2 separate regions of the Mus musculus genome follow, and region 1 is linked to region 2. The links are chromatin contacts, called in public HiChIP or PLAC-seq maps. All regions are on one chromosome and are shown on one strand. Each heading gives the region's core, a stretch centred on a gene start, on an enhancer-like site or on the middle of the called end of the contact. The rest is flanking DNA. Distances are from core to core; before and after follow the strand shown.

Region 1 (6,705 bases), core at 2,733-5,232, 480 kb before region 2:
GATGTACTGAGGGGCACTGAGGGGCACTGATGGATATTGAGGAGTACTGGGATGTCCTGAGACCTGTGAGTGGGAGAAGGGTTTGAACTCACCAGGCAGCTGCGGATGACCTTGAACACCGTATCTTCCTGTTTCTTCCTCCCAGGTGCTGGGATGACAGGCCTGTGGCAGCATGTCTTGTTTCCATGGTGATGGAGACTGAACCCAGGGCTTTGTGCATGCCAGGCAAGCACTCTGCCATCTCTTCTTTCAGAGCTTTGGTTTACTGTCTTGGACTTTACAGATGGGACCAACAATACATCCCATAATGCATGCATGGTATGTTTCTTGTAGAATTTATGTTAAGGGAATGAACGGCTCTGGGTGTCCGTCTGCTGTGCAGGTCCCAGATGCTCTCTTCTGGCCGAGTCTTCCCCACAGCAGGGGTTTTCTGACTCCCATCAGTGTGGATTACCTTAGTCGGACTCTGCATCCTTCGTAGGTGTTTATCCCTGGGATGAAGACCATGACCAAAAGCAGCTTGGGAGGAAAGTTTATTTGGCTTCCCTGTCCCGGTCACTGTCCCTCACTAAGGGAAGCCAAGGCAGGAACTCAAGCTGAGGCCTTGGAGAGCTGTGGCTTACTGCGTGGCTCCCCGTGGCTTACTCAGCCTGCTTTCTTACAGAACCCAGGACCACCTGCCCCAGGCTGTCACTGCCCAGAGTGGACTGGGCCCTCCTATGTCAATCATTAATCAAGAGAAGGAGGTATCCTTTTAATGAAGGTTCTCTCTTCCAACGACTCTAGTTTGTGTCAAGTTGACAAAAACCAACCAGCATAGTCTGTTATTCCATGAATAAATCATACGGTGCACTAAAACCCATTTCTCCCTTATTCATCAAAATAGCTTAAGCATCATCCCACTGCACAAATGTATCCACATTTCTTTAATTGATTATCTTCGGTTGCTTCCAGCTTGGAGCTATTTGGAGAATTAAATATCCAAGTTGCGTCATGCTTCCTTTATTCATAGCAATGGGTCTGCCTAGGGAGGGGGGTGGCGTTGAGAGGGAGCCATCCACAGCCTGCTGGCTGGCTCTTGAGTGTCATTATCAACCCAGGCAAGTGTCCATTGCACAGCCGCTTCCAGCAGCCATCACTCAAGCACCAACACCTTGTGTGTGGTGGTTGGGCGGGAGGGCTCAGCCTTCCGAAATAGCTCCTGTCAGTCCCAGGTATAGAGCACTTGACGGCCAAGATCTATTTCCTCTCCGGAGCGGAGCTCAGTGGTTCAGCCTAAAGACTTCCATGGAAAAGCTACCTTTCAGGGCTTCACACGTTCTAAGATAGGAGCTCTTATGTATTCCTTGGAGGACAAAGAACGTTCCTCAATGAAAACCAAGTAAACAAGATACGCCTCTTTTTGGGATAACATAACAGAGTGAAAACAGGCAGTTGGATCCAACTATTGTGTGGTTCCCACAGAAAGGGCTCATTAAGAAGCCCTGGGGACACAGTTTATTCCAAGGAAAATGTTCCTGAGCTTACACATCCTGAGGCGTGGTGACGTCACTTCCCCAAAAGAGCCCTGTCAGGATATTAGCTTGTCTTGTTATGTTAGGAGACAGGGCACTCTGCCCTCTGGCTCTGTAACTGGGTGTCACCTCCTCCAGCCCCTTCCCAGGCCACTTAGGGAAGCTGCTCTTACAGTCAGGCAGCTGGGTGTCACCTGGCTTCATTGGGGGTCCCCAGGATGCAAAGCATCCCAAAGATCTGGTCAATCTCCGAGCCACATGCAAAGGGGAAGAAAGGAGGATATGTTCTGTGGACCGCTTGTCAGACAGATTCCAGTGTTAGATAAGCACCTGGAACCAGAGCCAGTGGCCTTTAAGATATCTTTCCTGCCAAACAAGGTGGACAAGTATAATCCCAGAACTGGGGAGGTAGAAGCAGGAAGATCAGAATTCAAGATCATCTGCAACTACATAGCAAGTTCAGAGCCAGCCCAGGCTACAGAGACCCTGTGTGTGTGTGTGTGTGTGTGTGTGTGTGTGTGTGTGTGTGTGTGCAGTCTGTCTGTTTTGTTTTGTTTTTGAGACGGGGTTTTTCTATGGTACAGCCCTGGAGCTTGCTTGGTTGATCAGGCTGTCCTAGAACCCAGCGATCCCCCTGCCTCTGCCTCCCTAGTGCTAGGATGAAAGGTCTGCACCACCACTGCCTGGCTGACTCTGTCTTTACAGCAAAAGAAAGATCTTTCCCGGGAGAGTGCTGAGCAATCTAGAGAGTAAGCTTGGCTTCCCCAGCCAACCCCAGACTCCCCTCAATTCTTCCTAATAGAAGCAGTCACTGAAGGAGCTGGCAAGATGACCATGTGGATCCGGGCTCCTGTCACACAGGCTTTGATCCTGGGAATCCATAGAAAGGCAGAAGAAGATAACACTCCACAGGGTGCTCCTTCAACCTCGCTGCCCTCCTCTCTGCAAGAGAGAGAGAGAGAGAGAACAGAGAGAGAGAGAGAGAGAGAGAACAGAGAGAGAGAGAGACAGGGAGAGACAAGACAGAGGGAGAGATAAAGACAGAGATACAGAGAGAGATAAAGACCGAGACACACAGAGAGAAAGACAGAGATACAGAGACACAGAGGGAGGAAGAGATAAAGAAAGAGATATGGAGAGACACAGAGACAGACAGAGATAGAAAAAGAGAAAGATACAGAGAGAGAAAGACAGAGAGACACAGAGACAAAGACAGATACAGAGACAGATGACAGACAGACAGACAGACACACACACACAGAGAAAGAGAGAGAGAGAGAAACATGTTTAGTTGCTACTTACTGGCTGGACAGGAGACAGGAGAATGTTGAATGGGGCATGGGGCCCTGGGGGCTGTGTTTGGGGGTGTACATCTGAGGTGTGACAGAACAGAGTTAGCTATAAGCCACAATGCAAATGTCAAGCCCACAGAGTCACACTCAGAGGTCATGACGTGGCCAGCAGATGAAGTCCCCTGTTCAAAGGCCCTTGCAGGTGCAGCGGATGGGATGGTGCTGGCAATGCGCCTCTCGCCCTACAGAACTCCCATGAGAAAAAGCTGTGTCAGCAAGACGGCCTGGCCCCTCCCAGCCTGTGAAGCCCCAAGGACTGTGAGACAGCCTCAGTGGGAGAAGGTCGTGACCTTCTCACAGCCTCAGTTTTCTCCCTCGGCTGTGCTCTGATGTGGTGTTTTCTACGTATAGATGAACTGCAGTTTCTCTCCACTTTGGGTTTGTTTGTTGTTGGTTTTTTGTTTTGTTTTTTTTTTAAGTCTCTTTCTTCCATTAACCAAGCAAAAAACAGAGTAGAAATCTAAAGAAGAAATTGTGTGTGTGTGTGTGTGTGTGTGTGTGTGTGTGTGTGTGTGTGTGTTGGATGTGCATGTATCTGTTATCTGTTTGTACACTTTTCTTTCCTTTAAAGTCATGCAAATATGCTGGTGTGGCACCTCGTCCATTTAATCTCAACACTAGAGGCAGAGGTACAGAGATCTTAGGGAACTAGTGGTCAGCCTGGTCTACATAGCAACTTTCAAGCCAGCTAGAGCTACCAAGACAGACCTTGTCTCAAAACACAAAACAAAACAAATAAAATCAGTTAAATGAGACTCCTCATTTTCCCCCTGAGAGTCAGGCATGACCTCCAGTCAATCAGGCACTTAGAGCTGGATCACTGGCGACTGTCCCCCGGCCTGCGTCCTCACCACAGAGGAACAGCTGAAAGAGAGGTGGCCTCAGGAAAGCTGTAGGACTGAGCGGTCCAACCAGGACCCCCTCCACGTGGGCAGCATTCGCGGTTGAGTGAACGAGACTCTTCGCCCTGACCCTCAAGGCACACTAGCCTCTCCACCGGCAGCTGGTTTTCTCCAGCATTAGCGACTCTGAGAGAAATCACATGCCTAGGGAGACGTGTGACATGTGAACGTTCTCGGGTGACACACGCATTAACTGCTCTTATACGCAGAGTGAAACTGTGGACCGGATCGGGCTGGCCCCAGTCGTGTTCTCCTGAAGGTTAGGGGTGGGACACAGCAAGGAGCCGATGGGCGGGACTGCGGAGCATCCGCTGAGTTTGGAATCCTGACCCTCCCCTTACTTGGAACAGAAGTGGAGGTGGCTTTCTTGATTCTCAACCAAATTACATTTTTTTTTTCAAAGGCTGGGGGTGTAATTCAGCATACATAAGGTCTTGGGTTGGATCCCTAACAAGAAAAATAAACCAAACAAAACCCCAAAACAAACAAACCAACCAACCTCACCCTTCCTTCACTGCCTGTCTTATTTGCAGAAGAACGCGCCTTTCTTAAGGCCCTTTCTGGAATTTCTCAGTTGGGGTACCGCCTCCTCATTTCCTGTTACTTATCCCTAGAGGAAAAGAAATGACCTAAACAGGGCAGGGGGGATGCTCCATGTGAACAGAGGCTCACCCTGCGAGCCTGGCACCTGAATGAAAAATAGAAATTAAAAAAATAAAAATAAAAATAAAAAAAGGAAATGACTGTCCCTAAGTGTGGTGGAGATGACGATTTATCGTAGATAGAAGAGAGAGCATAGCCCGAGGCAGGGGCATCTGGGAGCCCAGACTGAGCTGGGGCACGCAGGGATACAGGGACAGGGCAGGTAACCAACATGTCTGGATTATAGGGAAGAGCGTCTGAGCAAGAGCAGCCCAGTCCCTGGGCTGGAGAGTTCAGGGTAGAGGGTATGCCAGCCCTACCCTGTAACCGTAGGGACTGGAAGAACCTGAAGCCAGGTCATATTTGATTTGTTAAATAGCCACCATTTGTCTTGGGGTCTGAGACTGACTAACCAGAGTTCAAGCACCACATCCCAAGGTGGAAAGAGAATAGATCAAAAGTGGCACACGTAAGTCTGCACTGGAACACTCACACGCACGCACACACGCGCACGCACACACACACACTGCTAATAATAAATAAAAGTTTAAAAAGGTAGCAATTCACCTAAAAAAAAAACTTTCTGCAAAAAGAACATATCTCCCACAGTCAATTAAAGTGCCACCACCACCACTAGGGTGCCTACAAGCCCTAGATTCTGGTCACTTCAAGTTGCAGTGTTCTGTGAACTCCTGTACACTTGAATAGTCTTTAAACAAACCATCTTTCTCTTGTAACCCACGCTGGCAGTACCGTTTGCTGTCCCCAGTTACTGAAAATGAGAGTAGAAGAAGCCAAACCGGGTGTGGTGGAACACACCTTTCATCTCAGCACTTGGGAAGCAGGAGGATTTCTGTGAGTTCGAGGCCAGCCTGGTCTGCATAGAGAGTTGCAGGACAGCCAGGGCTACATACTGAGACCCTGTTTTTACAAGTAGCATAGAGAGGGAGAAATTTTCTCTCCTGGACAAAGGAGCCAACATCCTTTATGTATGGTGATTAATCTAAAGGTTTTGTAAAATCTGGGAGAATGGGAGATATTAGGTAACGGAAATAGAATGGAAAATGTCACATATTTATTTTGGGGGCTGGGCAGTTTACCAGGCTCTGTACCTACTAGACAAATAACCTACCAACTGAATCACACCTCTCACCCAGCATAATTTAGCATAGGCCTACTAAACACCCAACAGTTCGCAGCGTTTCCTCCTTAAACCTTTCTGTTTGCTGTAGAAGAACGGGGTCATGCAAGGCCAATGACTGCCCAACATCACACGCCCTGTTCACTTTTCCTTCATAAATACTATGGTGTACTCTTAGGTACTGAGCTGGGTACCAATGACTCATCTGTGCATAGGACAGTCACCACAGCCTGGGGTGAACTTCCTAGCTGAGGAGCTGGGGGGGGGGCGGGTAGGTGGGGGTGGGGAGGAAGATGGGCAGGCAGGCAGGTAGGCACACAGAAAGGCAGGACTGCCCCATGAGGCACCAGCTACCAAAGACCTGGGATTCCTTCTGGTGAATGAGATAGATGGGAGCCATTGATCTGCTCAGCTCTGTGTTCTGCTCCACGTCATCTCAACTGAAGTCTCCCTGTCACTTGGCCACAGCTCTGTTATCTGACCTTCAGAGAAATGAGAGATATAAGCTGATTCCTGCCAAGCGAGCTCAGGACCAGGAAGTTCCGGGGTTTTGCCCTTCATGGAGAAAAAGCAGTGTCTCGCTTATCCTGGTTGCCTCTGCCTTCTGCCTGTCTTCCCAGCCCTGACCCCTGCCTGTGCTGCAGCACTGTGGAGCCTCAGGCCTAGGCCTGGCTGACCCCTGTGTGGGGACTGCCACACAATAGAATTAGGCCTTTTCGCTTCTGTGTTAGAAAAATAAACACACTTAGGACATGGGTCAGGCAGTGTGCTTGCCTAGGATGTGAAAGGCCCTGGATTAGATCCCCAGCACCCAATGTGCCTCCCCTCCCCACCTGTACCCCAAAGAATGAAAATCCTCCCAGGATTGGTGCCTCTGGGTTTAGACAGAAAGAAAAGTTTTTAAAAATTAACATTTGTGTGTGCATGTGTGTGTGTGTGTGTGCGCACACATTCGAGAGCATGCTCATGAATGCCATCACCTGTATGCAGAGGTCGGAGGGGAATTTGCAGGAGTTGGCTCTCTTCTCCTACTTAGTGACCACACACTGGGCCATCTCACAACCCTGCTCCCCATCCCCTGCCTTATTGATTGATTGATTGATTGATTGATGATTGATTGATTGATTGAAACAGGGTTAAACGTAGGCTGGCCC
Region 2 (7,063 bases), core at 3,625-6,124:
CAGGGACCCAGATGTAAGCATTTGGGTTTCAGCAGCTGCTGAAAGGGACTGTCAGCTTCACTGTCCTGGCTCCCCGCTTAGTGGTTTGAGCCAAGTGAGTTCTGGCAGGGTGTGGGATGATAGACACCATGGTTGGCTAGAGGGGCAGGTGATTCCGCGCTCAAGGCCCAGGAGGGACGGTCCTGGGGCCAGCAGACTTGAGTCTGCAAGAAGGGTGGGGGTCACTTGAGTAGGCTTGCCTCAGTTTCTACATAGCTGTGTAGTGGAGTCATTTAAGTAGACTAACCTTGGTTTCTCCACTATACCGCGGAGGATTGAGGTGGCCTGTGGACATGTGGGTGTGACTGGTGGAGATACTGAAATGAGCCATCATTGCAGCAAGACCGCTGTGCCTGGCACAGGCTTGGGTCATGGGAGAAACCCTGCCTCGTAGGCTGCTGGGATATCAGAACAGAAAGCATGTCAGGGTGATCTGAACTCTACAAGGAGCAGTTTCTGCGGTAGAGAACCCCCTGGGGCTGGGAGTGAGCGTTTTATTGCAAAGCCCTGCTCCCCTGCCTCAGTAGGTGGCCACTGAACCCATGTCCACAGTGTCACGGTGATGTAGGGGAGCTACCCGCCCCTGGTCCCTGGCACAGGGTGCCTTTTCCCTCTCCAGGTGGGTCCCTGAAGGGTGCAGAACCTGTTGTGGTATTCTGGGTAGACACACGACTGAAAACTGAGGGCTCAGCTGGGCCCTTAGGGACTTTATCTGTCAGGCTGCATAATGACAGTGGCCTCCGCCCTCCCTCAGTTAATGAGATAATGCTTGTGAAAGCTCTCTGATAGCTGAGTGGCTACACCGGCAGTAGGTGTTGCCACTCCTCGATCCTCGTGGATGCTAGAGGAAAGCTTTCTGGAGCCGAAGGCATTTGCACCCCAACTACACAGATGGAGCAGCCACTCTAGACACGCCCTTTTGCCGCTTGGCTTTTCATGTTTCAAGAGGGGTAGGTTTAAGAACTAGTGGAGAGCCGGCTCAGGGGCTGAGAGCACACTAGCTGCTCTTGCAGAGGACTTGGATTCAATTCCCAGCAACCACATGCTGGTTTGCAAACATCTGACATTCTGTTTCCAGGGTACCCAACACTCTCCCCTGGCCTCCACGGACACTGTACGTGGGGTATAGAAATACACACAGATAAAAATACCTGTACACACAGAGAAAAAAAAAATAAAAGTAATTCTTTAAAATATAAAAAAAACCTCAGGACCCAAGCAGGCTACAGCCCCAGCGCCTCCGGAGGTAGCGCAGAGACTGAACATCAGTGAGCCTTGATTTATAACTCAAACTGTCAGGGAGAATCTTGTCACGTGGCTCTTGGCTCGTAGGCTGAGTGGGTGGGTCATGGTGCCAAGGGGGAAAAGCCATTAGTTAGCTACTGCTGGTGCACCCGGCATTGTACATGCAGGATCTGCCTGCCATCCATGTAGTGACTGTCACCCCATCTCACAGAGGAAACCGTGACAGACCACACGTGAGCCTTGACTCTGACTCCCAGCATGCCATGAGAGTCCTACACTGCCCCAAAGTAGCAGATAGCATTGAAGGTTCACCTGCTGTGGGCACAGCTTGGATGGCCCTGTGTCCAAGTTCCCTTGGCACCCACTGTGACCGGGACCAGCCGCTTCCTGGGGAAGTAGGGTGCCCCAGGGCAGAGTTCTGGAAAATCAAGTTTATTAGCTTCTTAATGACGGTTTACAAGCCAAAAAGTGTTTAGCTGGCGTGTTCCCTTCCTGCTGAGAGGCATCAACCCTGCAGAAGGAGATCTGGGCAGGATGCCGAGCGCCCTGTCCTGAGTATGCTGAGGAAAACATCTCAGGGCAACCTGCAATCCTTTGGTGCTTTAGAGCGCTCATACCTGACCTGGACACTGCCTGTTTCTGGCTGAAGGACCCACACTATGCAAGGACTCTGTAGGATAGGGTGAGACTTTGTCCCTCAGTGGAACATGCTGTATGATAGATGAGCCCTAGTTATTGGTGACAGAAACACCCAGGTCTCAAGAGCCCACATAAACAACACATTGAGTTAGAGGTATTAAGTAGCTTGCTCACAATCACACAGTAAAGCTGGCCCCGTGACCCTGCTTCTCCTAGTCAGGCAGTTCCTATCTCTGTAGCCACGCTCCAAGATGGCGGATGGAAATTGGGTGGGCGATTGGCTTGCCAGTATCAGGCGAAACCCCAGCTGTGTGGTGTGTCACATCTTGGTGTCAGGGAAGCCTAGAGAAATAAAATCACCACGTTACTCAGCCTTCCCTGCACCCACCCCCTCCCAGGCTACACCGCATCCTGCCCTGACCACTGGGACTGTACTCTTCTGGTTTTGAAGACTGATGAAAACCCAATTCCCAGTAGCCAATGTTCCTATGACAGGCAGAGCTTCCATATGAAAGCAAGCTCATGTTGATGTGGTGCCCAGGGTAAACCGCTCCCTCTGTGGGAGCCTCCTTTGACCTGGCGTCTTGACCCCCAGGGAGGGGCAGCAGAAGTGGGACAGAATATATAGTCTTCTCTGGAGACCAGACGGCTAGACAAGCAGCCTAGAACCCAGCCGCCTATTGGCTGTCTCTGTACTGTTCCCTAAAGCTGTGGTCAGCATCCCAGCCTGCAGCCCTGCCACATGACCTGCTGTTGCTGCCTGAGGTGTGAGAGGGCTCAGTTCTACTCAGAGCACCTGCATCTCTGTGACTGGAGGGGACATGCCTCGCCAGCAGCTTCTAGAGTCATGAAGTTTCCAGAGGAGCTTTGAGCTGCAGCTCCTAGCTGCATACCCATTTCCCAGTATGTTAGCATCTTGTGTGTGTGTGTGCGTGTGCGTGTGCGTGTGTGTGTGTATGGAATCCAAAGCCTTACGCATGCCGAGCCAGCTTTCTGCTACTGAGCTACACCCATGCCCAATTGTTGTATCTTGAGCTCTGGGGATACAGAACCTGTCCCCTGCCTCAACTGCTCCTAGGACAAGAGTCCCCAGCAGAGGCGGAAGGCATTTGCACCTCTGCTGATCTGGCTGGCCAGTAGTCCAGAGAAAGGCCAGATAGATGGGGAGAGGGGGAACCCGGGCTGGACCTCTCTAAGAGCAGGGTGGCACACCCACACAGACAAGCTCACATATGCTCTGCTCTTGGCAGCTCCCTGGAACCTCGTGCCCACTTCCCGTGCCTGTGGTGGGCCGTGATGCCCAAGCTGCTCTAGTTGGGTCAGAGGGAACCGAGAGCGTAGGGTCTGAATGTGGAATACCCCCAAAGAAGCCAGCAGGCTGCCAAGTCCTTGAGCCTGCTCCTGTAGGTCTGGTCTTGTGAAATAAGTTTGGCACAAGCCCTGGGAAGAAGGGGAGAATGAAGTGAGGGCTCTGTGGGGGAGGCCTGTTGCTTGTGAGGTCTGTGCAGCGTGTGAACCCACAAGCCAGTTTTCTTTTCTTGTGGGTGGCCACCAGGCCTGTGCAGGCCAGCAGAGCGTGGTGCCTTGGCATACATAAGGCTTTGGATTCCATACAGCCATACACACACACACACACACACACACACACACACACACACACACGCGCGCCACATTTGTGCTACCACCTTTGGCCCATACCTCTGAGGAAAAGCACTTCAGGAGCACAGAGCCCTCTGTCCTTTCTCCGTGGTCCTTGCAGCTTCCATTCGATGCATCCTGCTGCTAGACCGCAACCCCCCCTTCTGTATTTTGTGACCTTTTCTGGGTCCTGGCCCCAGACCTGGCCTCTTCACCTCTCTGCCTTTGGCTCCATCATTCCTGCCTCTTTCCAGGGCCAGGAGATGCTCTGCAGTGAGTCACCAATTTGGAGACTTCTTAGATGACAGTCTGTCTTACATGGGTTAGCCTTCCACGGCCACCAGGGCTGTCAAGCTTTGGGAGGCCAGCAACAGAAACTAACTTTCTTTCTTTCTTTCTTTCTTTCTTTCTTTCTTTCTTTCTTTCTTTCTTTCTTTCTTTCTTTCTTTCTTTCTTAGCGGGATTTCAACAGTTGAGGGTTCCACTTCCTCTCTTCAGCTTTCGAAAAACTCAGAGGTTCCCAGCAGGGCCACAGGAGGGAAGATGCAGTTTTGGTTTCTGTGGCAGGGAAACCGGGGAGAGAAGTTGCTTGCTTGCCCCCAGCCCACACTGTCATCATCCTGTGACTCAGCAAGGACATGGCATATGGTCTGTCTGCCACCACCCCCTTCTCTGCCCGCTCTCTGCATGTCCCAGGACGTGGCTGAGTGAGGCTTCTGGGGCAGGTGTAGTTTATTAAGCCCTCTGTGACTCGTAACACCCCCCTTTGGCCATATCCAGTTGTGAATAATGGTCTTCCCCCTTTCCATGGAGGGGAGAGGGCTACCCACTTCTTGTCCATTGGTCCCTCCTGCTGCCCACATTTCTGGCCCATATGTGACCTTGGCTATTACATCAGGCGCCTGCTTGTTTGGGAATACAGGCTCCCTCAATGTCCTGTTTCCTCAAGTCTACAGAGCTTACGGGTGTAGGGAATCATTAATAACGCTGGGCTTCCAGGATAGTGGGGGTGCGTCAGGTCAGACCTGTGGGTACAGGTCTACCCCTTCTTGGAGCAGAGAGGGAGGAATCTAAGCATATGCCACCTGCATGGGAAGGGAGGGCACCCTGCCTAGAGTGGTTGGGGGAGCACCCCCTGGGGGTGACCTTGCCTACCATGTTATCATGCCTGGATTGGACCTGCCTCATTTGGGAGTGGCTGGGCCCCACCCTTTGTGGGGAAACCGGATTCTGTGGGACATTCTAGGTAGTCTCAGAGCCTTTGTTTCTGTGTGCCTAATCTGGGCCACCACTCTGTGGGTGGTGCTATCCGGAAGGCTCTCTGGAGAGCACGCTGACCCCTAGTGGAGGCCATCTACCAAGGGCTCCTGGGGCGGGGGGTGGGGGTGAGGGAGGCGGGGGGTGGGGGGGAAATCTCAGCTTTGCACTGCATTCTTCTGCTGTCTGCCCCACCCCCACCTCTTGGTAGACACCACCCTAGAGGAAGAGGAAACACTGACACCCCTCCGCCCTGGGTTCCGGGTAAATATTCTTGTGAGAAAGACTTCTCCCTAGAAGTTAGACCAGGATCCAACTTGAGCAGGTGGCAGAGACCATAATCCTGGCTTTGGTCCCTGTCACTCCCACCCATGGGCCAGCTGGGCAGCAAGTCTAGGGTCAGAGAGCTCGGCGGATATGACTGTGGGCAAGAGGAAGCTTGCTCCCAGGATGTCACAATTTCCTTTGCAATGAGCAAGCACCTCTGGGGGCGGGAGATAAGTGGCGGGCGCGGAGGGCGGCTCCTGCAATTTTTTTTTTTTTTTGGTCTAGTTTCTGTGGCCTTTCATAGACGTAGGTCACACGGGGGGACTAGAGCAAATCTGATCATTCCCACCACTGTGCCAGGCAGCTGCCAGCCCGCCCAGTCCAGAGAAGGGTTGGACTTTACCCCCCCCCCCCAAGGTTGGGGCAGAGGGGTCAGGAGAAGTTCTGGGAGAAAGTATCAGAGAAAAACCTTCATTATCCAGGCTGTCTGTGGTCAGCAGGTCTGAGCCATCACCTTGTCCAACTGCCAGTGGACAGGAAGGGAAACTGAGGCACAGGGATGTAGCTTAGGGACCATCATTCAAAGCTCGGTACTGGCTTCGCAGATGGTGGTAGAGAGTTTCCTGGCACGTGACTCCTTACAGTCTCTGACCCACCCCTGCGGTCGGACTTCTTTCTAGGGGACCCTGAGATTGTCCCAAACTTCCCCTGTCCTGTGGCCTTAAGTCATGTCTGCCTTTTCCATGTGGAGATTGGTTAGGGGGGTGGGGTGGGAGGGATCCTGGGTATATTTGGGGGAGGGGTTGTCACCAGCTGGAATGGCCTGGGCTCTAGGGGCAGCTCCTCAGAGGGGTAAGAGTGTTTGTGGACAACCAGGGAACTAGGCCACCAGGCCTCATCCTCAGCCAGCACCCAGAGACCTCCATCCCAGCCCTGCAGAGGGACTGGGCAAGGTGAGTGACTTCCAGAGCCAAGTTCAGAGTTTGAGAGACAGCCTCAGCCCAGCATCCATGCAGTCCGTCCCCAGCTGCACAGACTCCTGCCCTCACCAGACTCATCCAGCTAGGACTTGATGGGCAGTGATTGGGTGGGAGATTAGAGTAAGGGGCTCCTGCTGTCAGGAGCTGTGGGATGCAGCGTGAGACAGAGCAGGGTGGTGAGAGGCTTCCTGGAGGTGACACGCCTTAGAAGCGCAGTAAATACAAAGGTTGCTCCCAGGGCACTGGCAAGGCAGCTGATGCGGAAGGCAGGGTGGCATGTCACAGCCCGGAGCCTGCACAGGTCCTACCCCTGACACACTGCCAGCCGCATGATCACCTAGACTCTGAGCAACAAGAAGACACCAGAGATGAACAATGGTTCATTTTCTGGGTTAAGGAAAGACCTCTGAGGTCCATGGTCTGTGCTGCCGCCAGAGACCATTGTTACAGTCTGCCGTCCATGTTATCTATGACCATTGCTGTCACCAGAGGCCATGTGGATGCATGTGAATGTCCCTGATCCCTGGCCAAGCTTCTGTGGGCAGAAAAGCTTCCTCTGCAGTGATATTAATGTCTGTAGAGTCATAACTGAGAGTGAGCGACATTGAGGGGCTTCTGTGACAACCGCCCCCCACCCCTGAGAGAGAGAGAGAGAGGGAGAGAGAGAGAGAGAGAAAGGAGCTATTGAAGAGAGTCTGTAAAAATTGTCCAGGCAGTGGAGCCTTTAATCCCAGCACTGGGGAGGCTGAGCCAGGTGGATCTCTGGTGTGTGTGTGTGTGTGTGTGTGTGTGTGTGTGTGTGTGCGCGCACGTGCGCGCGTGTGCCTTTGTGTTTTCCAGGACAGCCTATCTCAAACAAACAAACAAAAAGTGATAAAGATGCTAAGTGTGGCTCTTCACAGTTGGTGGCTTCTGGCAGGAATGTGGATGGGGGAAGACTCAGTTCTCTTAAGGGGCTGGCCACTGAGAGTCTGACGATGCTCCAGTGAGTACATGGG

Evidence for each region. HiChIP or PLAC-seq counts read pairs in DNA pulled down with a chosen protein or histone mark.
Region 1: a contact with region 2 is called in an HNF4G HiChIP or PLAC-seq map of pancreatic cancer cells. The contact joins two enhancer-like sites. A contact is called at or near these places in 1 of 39 promoter capture datasets (embryonic stem cells), 2 of 115 datasets of contacts at active chromatin or transcription factors (embryonic stem cells and pancreatic cancer cells) and 1 of 9 other capture datasets (liver).

The regions. Positions count from the first base shown.
Region 1 is chr11:117,089,233-117,095,937 of GRCm38.p6, reverse strand. No RefSeq gene overlaps it. Among named protein-coding and RNA genes, the nearest start is that of Mir6516, 15 kb to the right of the region's middle. Within about 2 kb of position 3,982, at least 123 of the 459 cell types and tissues checked have an H3K27ac peak or open chromatin away from gene starts, as enhancers often do. A contact at or near this core is called in embryonic stem cells and pancreatic cancer cells, where this site is marked.
Region 2 is chr11:116,614,067-116,621,129 of GRCm38.p6, reverse strand. All of the region lies in intron 1 of Rhbdf2 (rhomboid 5 homolog 2), which reads left to right. Among named protein-coding and RNA genes, the nearest start is that of Rhbdf2, 6.6 kb to the left of the region's middle. Within about 2 kb of position 4,874, at least 203 of the 459 cell types and tissues checked have an H3K27ac peak or open chromatin away from gene starts, as enhancers often do. A contact at or near this core is called in embryonic stem cells and pancreatic cancer cells, where this site is marked.